Regions from separate parts of the Anas platyrhynchos genome. Here region 1 is linked to region 2. Evidence: chromatin contacts called from public Hi-C data. All regions are on one chromosome and are shown on one strand. The core of a region is the stretch at or near the end of the contact, and the rest is flanking DNA. Distances in the headings are between cores, read along the strand shown.

Region 1 (2,700 bases), core at 44-2,543, 34 kb after region 2:
TGCAGTGCTGGGCACCAGAAATGCCTATAAATACACACAGAGCTGCGGTGCTGGTGGCAGGGAACAGCTTGGCATGGGCACAGAGAAGGGCCAGAGGCAGCAAGGAGCTGGGTGCTGCACCTTGGGGAATGCTGAGACCCTGCCTGGCCATGCCAGAGCCCACACCATGTGCTGGCCCTGGAGGGGTAGGAGTGGCTCTGCTGTGCTCCCAGGCATTTGCCATGCCCCTGGCCTCGGTCCAGGTGGGACTGGGAACAGGGTCTGAGGAGAATGTGCTGCAGCCTCTGAGGACAGTGGGGCCATAAGGACCTGAGCACCTCAGAAGCCATTTCCATCATGAGGGCTCTGGTGCCGACAGCAGCCAACTCTGTCTTGAAACAACCTGTAGCAGTGGGCTGGGAAGAAGTGGAGTGTGAATGTTGCTGCCCATCCCTGCAAGAGACATGTAGAAAAATGCTGTCCCCAGCCTCGGGTACGTGGGCTGCAGCTCCTCTCTGCAGGGCTCATGGGGAAGGGGCAGAGTCAAGGAGAGCAGGGCACCTGCCCTGTGTCACACCAGTGTTACCCTCAGCCAACAGTGTGCTGTGCGGTATGGCACTGCTGGGATTGCCACGGCATCCCTCTCTGCTGGCATTTCTTCCTCCAGTGTAGACTCTAAAGGGTCTCAGGCCCAGAGGTTTTGCCTCTCCCAGTGAGGACACTCCAGGCACTGGAGCCTGTGCCAGAGCTCAGAGGAGTCATTGCAGGTCTCCTGGTGCCCAGAGCACAGCTGGGCAAGCTGGGCAGGCAGGGTCAGCCTGGTTGTTCTTGAACTGGCTCTGCTGTCAGCAGCATGAGGGCCTGAAGGCAGAGGTGCCCATGTCAGCTGAGGATTTGGCCCTGGGCTGGAGTTGCTCCCCAGCAGAGATATGGGTGCTTGTGTACTGGACCAGCTGCTTGGATGCAGAACCTGTGCCACAGGCTGTAGGGCAGCTGCTTGCAAGCCTGTCCAGTGCTCCTGCTCCACCTTACAGGGAAACGTACATCCAGCAGCCCCATCCCCACCCCCTAGTCATCCTCACTGGGGAAAAACCCTCCTGGTGGTCATGTTTGGTCCAGTGCTGGCACAGGCAATGGTAGCCCCAGCACAGAGCTGAAGTGTGTGTGGGGCTGATGTGCCCATGGAGCGTGTTTAACTGGGGAGGTGATTGCCCCAGGCATAACGCCAGTGCTTTGTGCCGTGGTGTCTGGGCCTGCGGAAGAAGCAGGGTTGTGGAAAGGAGACAGGAAGGGAGAGGGAGTCGCAGCAAGGTCACGGGGCTCGGCTTCGGGAAGGCCATGGGATGTGGTTAGCCACAGGCTGCACGCAAGGCAGCACCAGACCAGAGATGCAAATGCTTGCCTCAACCCCAGCAGGACTGTGTCGCATGGCTCAGGGACAGTGCGACCTGATCCTCTGAGTTATGTTGTGTTGGCAGTGAGACCAGCTCCACAGCTGCCCCACAGCCTGGGTGGCATGGTCCCAGCCACCAGGGCTGGCTCAAGAGGAGTGGGAAGGGCCCAAACCCCCAGGGAGTAGCTGGAACATGCAGCTCTCAGCTGGGTGTCAGGGACAGGGATGGGGTCCCCACCCCTTGGTGGCGTCCTTGGGTGGGTTTTCCTGTCCCAGTGCCTGTGGCAAGGCTGGGCCTAGGCGCGTGAGTTGCTTCTTCCCTCTCACCATGTGAAACTCCAGTGTTTCACAACAAGGGCACCAAATCTGCCCATGGAGCCAGCAGCTGTCATGCCCCCCCAAGGTGAAGGTGAAACAGGCAAATCTGCACCAGCACCAGGCATGGAGTCTCTCTCCAGTGTGCCCTGGGCTTGTCACCCCTCTCCAGGAGCAGCTCATGGCAGCAGGAGCACTCCTCTGGGCCCTCACTGCCCATCACCACCTCTCCACTTTGTCCCGCAGATATTTTCATCAGCCATCGGCCATTGCCTGCACAGACACAACTGGGCTACCAGGAGCCACCCTGTTTTGTGACTATGGCTGAGCCCCTCTATGTTGGCGGAGGGGCCGTGCCTACCAGCCCCAATGCCCTGCTCCCTCCCAGCACCCTTCTCCAGGTGAGCATGACCCCAGTTCATGGCCCATGGCTGCCAGTGTCCAAGCCACCCCTCCTGACATGTCCCTATTTCCCACAGCCTGGCGGTGCCTCCCAGCTCAGCCTCCATGGTGCCTTCCTCAGCTCCGAGCAACCCCCGCCACCCCTGGCCCCCGAGCCCCCTGCTGCGGTTCCTGGCAGCCTCAGCCCCCAGCTCAAACACAAGCCCTTGCTGCAGTACAACTTTCCTGGCAAGTGCGTCAGCATGGAGCCGCTTGGCCTCCCCTACACCCCCCCCAGCCCATCCCCTGGGCCCCCACTGCTGGGCCCAGAGCCCTCATTTTCCCCCACCTCCGCCCCCCGCTCCAAGTTTCCCTACACTGCCTCACCCAGCCCCTCACTCCTTGCCCACCCTGCGTCCCCACTCTCCACACCATGCTTTGCCCAGCACACCCCAGGCATAGGCTATGCTGTAGACATGGTGCCCCCAGAGTACCCTGGCCCAGCTGCCCCCCAGCACCTGCCCCACACCACACCGGGCAGCCCCAGGTTTGCCACCCCAAAAGGGCCATCCCCTGGCGGGAGCGGGCGGTCGAAGGCAAAGACTGGCAGCACCAAGGCGAAGAGGCTGCCA
Region 2 (2,790 bases), core at 253-2,752:
ACTCCACAAGATGCAATGCAGGGATCAAATGGCGTGCTTAGAGAAAGGAGACAACAGAAATCAGCTGTGTCCTGGATGCTCTCATGGTGCCAGGGAGGATCCAGGTACATGGGTGGGTCTGATGGACCTCACTTGGCAATGGGTGCTGAGGAGCGCAGAGCTCCTGTTATTCCCCTGTGCACATGCTGTGCCATGCAGGAGTAATTGACTTCACCGGGTAACTTAACAGCAGAAACGCAGTCACAGAGGGGGCATTCAGTTGGCTTCTCTTTCTCTCTTTATCTGATAGTCTGTATACAGTTGCTAGAAATAGTCTGTCTCTTCACTGCATTGCTACACTTGTTGTCTTTAACCTGGCATCTGTGTTTGGACTAAATTTGGTGTTGTCCTTCGTACATCAAAAGGCACATTGGTGTCCTGCTGTGCTTGGCTACATCTCAGCCCCTCCAAGATCAGCCACACCACTGTCTGCTCTGTGGTTCACCCTCTGCTCATGCTCAGCTCGGTCCCAACAAACACGCACAGTTCTCACTTGGTTCCTACATCCTGCTTTGGTACTGCCAACCCCCAGGCCTGTCCTGCCAGTGTGTGGGGCAGGACCCGCCAGGGCTTCCCCCCACTCCATACCTGGCTCCCTGCACGCATTAATAGAGCACAGAACTAATGCTGAGATAAATGAATCTCTATTATGCTAACACTTGTCCTTATTTACTTCTGCTGCCAGAACTGGGATTTAATGCCATAAATATAATGGTGAGTTTAGGAATTTCTGTTGAGGTTTCTCTTTACCTCGGTCAGGTGCTGTAGGAGCTATAGGAGTTATTTTCAAAGCAGAGTGGGATCACAGCCATTGAAAGAGGATTGCATGGTACATCCCATAAGTGTTGCTTTCCTTGCTTGCAGCTTTATCAGACCTCAGTTTCTTGGGCTGAACTTTCCTGTCCACTTCCACAGGCTGCAGGGTAAAGTGAGGATGAGAAGGAAAAATGGTGTGTAAGGAAAGCAGATGCGAGTTTGGGTTTTGCGGGGATCAGGTGCAGATCCGGACCACAGAATAGCTTGGGGTGAGGGGGCTGGACCCATGGGGAGGGGTGGGAGAAGAGCTGCGGTTCCCTGAACCCAGTGCCAGTCCAGTGCCTCTGTCCTGCCAGCACCCTCCAGCCACGGTGCAGGGCCACCCAGCTCGGCCTGGTGTCTTTCCGCCCTTCAGGAAGGTCAGAGGTGTGCAGGAAACTGCTCCAAAGAGGCAGGCAGGGATACAGCAGTGCTGAGCACCCAGGAAGCAGCCTGCTTGGCCCATCTGGCTCTCTAATTTCTGGTTGAGAGCCCAAAGACACTGCTCATGCTCTGCTTAGTGCATGGGTTAAACACAGAGCAGGCCAGATTTGCTTCCGAAGTACCCCAATGCTGTGTCTCTCTTCCTTGGGCTATACCCACCATGGCTGTGCCTTCTTGGTCACACGGCCTCTGAGTTATTCCAGGGTGGTTTTCAGGGGCTGTTGTAGACTGAGTTTCCCAGCTGCCCAGGAGATGGCAGTCTTGCATTTGGACAATGTATGCAGGCATTCCCCAGATCATGCTTGAGATTTTTTGAAGAGTGGTTTGAAGCTTGGAATAAAACCCAAGTTGTAGGTCATGTGCTTGGCTCTGCTGAGGAGAAGAGAGGGCTGTCTCTGCAGCAGGTGATGGTCCATGCTGTGAGATATAAAGTGATAAATCAGGGCAGTGAGCCATCAGCAATGAGTACAGTAGGCTCATCAGAGAATGTATTGATGGTGCAAACATCAGCAAAGGCACAGCATCCCTGTCACGGAAGTATCACCACAGAGGACCTGAAGATGGGAGGCTTGTGCAGCTTCAGTGCCTCCAAGTTTGAGGGCTTTAATCAAAGCCAGGTAAAAGCCTTATTGCAAGTACTTAGCTCACACTAAAAAGCCTTCCCAGTCAGAGCCATGGCTACTGCCATTAGCTGTTTGTGCAGGGAGTACATGATAGGAACCTTCCCTCCCTACCCTTCCTGACAGCCCAGTCCCCACCAGGAGGTGTAGGAGTTCCCTCTGCTCCACGCTCCCACCCCTCAGCCACTGTTGCACTTCCCCTTTGTCCCTGTCCTCCCTTGCCTGCACCAGCACCCCCATGTAATCCTCATCCTGTTCAGGGCTTTCTGTCCCCTTTCCAATCCAACTCAGGGGCTGCATCCTCACTCCAACTCATGTCCCATACTCATTCACCTTTCTTGCCCTTTGGTCTGGGAGAGGTGACAGTTTTTTGCTCAAAGGAAGAAGAGTGGAGATGAGCAAGAGGCACAGTTGCTGGAAGGGTGCCAGGGGCAGTCTTGGATGAACAGCCCATCACAGAGGCTGCTGGACATAACTAGCATCAGTTTGGGATCTAATTCTGGTCATCCTCCTACACTTAGGTGTATTCAGGTAGAATGGTTCCAGTTGGAAGTGATCTACAGTGATCATCAAGTCCAATTGTCAGACTACTTAGGTGCTATCACAAAGTTAAAATATATTATTACGGGCATTATCCAAATTCACAGACAGGCACAGGGCATCAATCACCTCTCTAGGAAGCTTGATCTAGAGTCTAACTACCCTTTCAGTGAAAGATTCTTTCCTAATGTTCAATGTGAACCTCCTGTAATGCAACTTTGTGTCATTCCTACCTGTCATGTTGCTAAATACCAGGCAGAAGAGACCAGCACCTCCCTGTCCACTTCCCCTCCTCAGGCAGCTGTAAAAAGCAACGTGGTCACCCCTCAACCTACTTTTCTCCAAGCTCAAC

Evidence for each region. Hi-C and Micro-C count contacts between places; a contact is called where the count stands out from the background.
Region 1: a contact with region 2 is called in a Hi-C map of subcutaneous adipose tissue, with 1.7 times the contacts expected there. The contact joins two enhancer-like sites. A contact is called at or near these places in 3 of 8 Hi-C or Micro-C datasets (skeletal muscle and subcutaneous adipose tissue).

What each region holds. Positions count from the first base shown.
Region 1 is chr20:11,559,693-11,562,392 of IASCAAS_PekinDuck_T2T, forward strand. It overlaps MLXIPL (MLX interacting protein like), which reads left to right. Exons shown (of 16, transcript XM_027445912.3): 8 at 1,934-2,700. Among named protein-coding and RNA genes, the nearest start is that of TBL2, 7.0 kb to the right of the region's middle. Within about 2 kb of position 1,294, at least 4 of the 8 cell types and tissues checked have an H3K27ac peak or open chromatin away from gene starts, as enhancers often do.
Region 2 is chr20:11,525,274-11,528,063 of IASCAAS_PekinDuck_T2T, forward strand. No RefSeq gene overlaps it. Among named protein-coding and RNA genes, the nearest start is that of BAZ1B, 4.0 kb to the left of the region's middle. Within about 2 kb of position 1,503, at least 2 of the 8 cell types and tissues checked have an H3K27ac peak or open chromatin away from gene starts, as enhancers often do.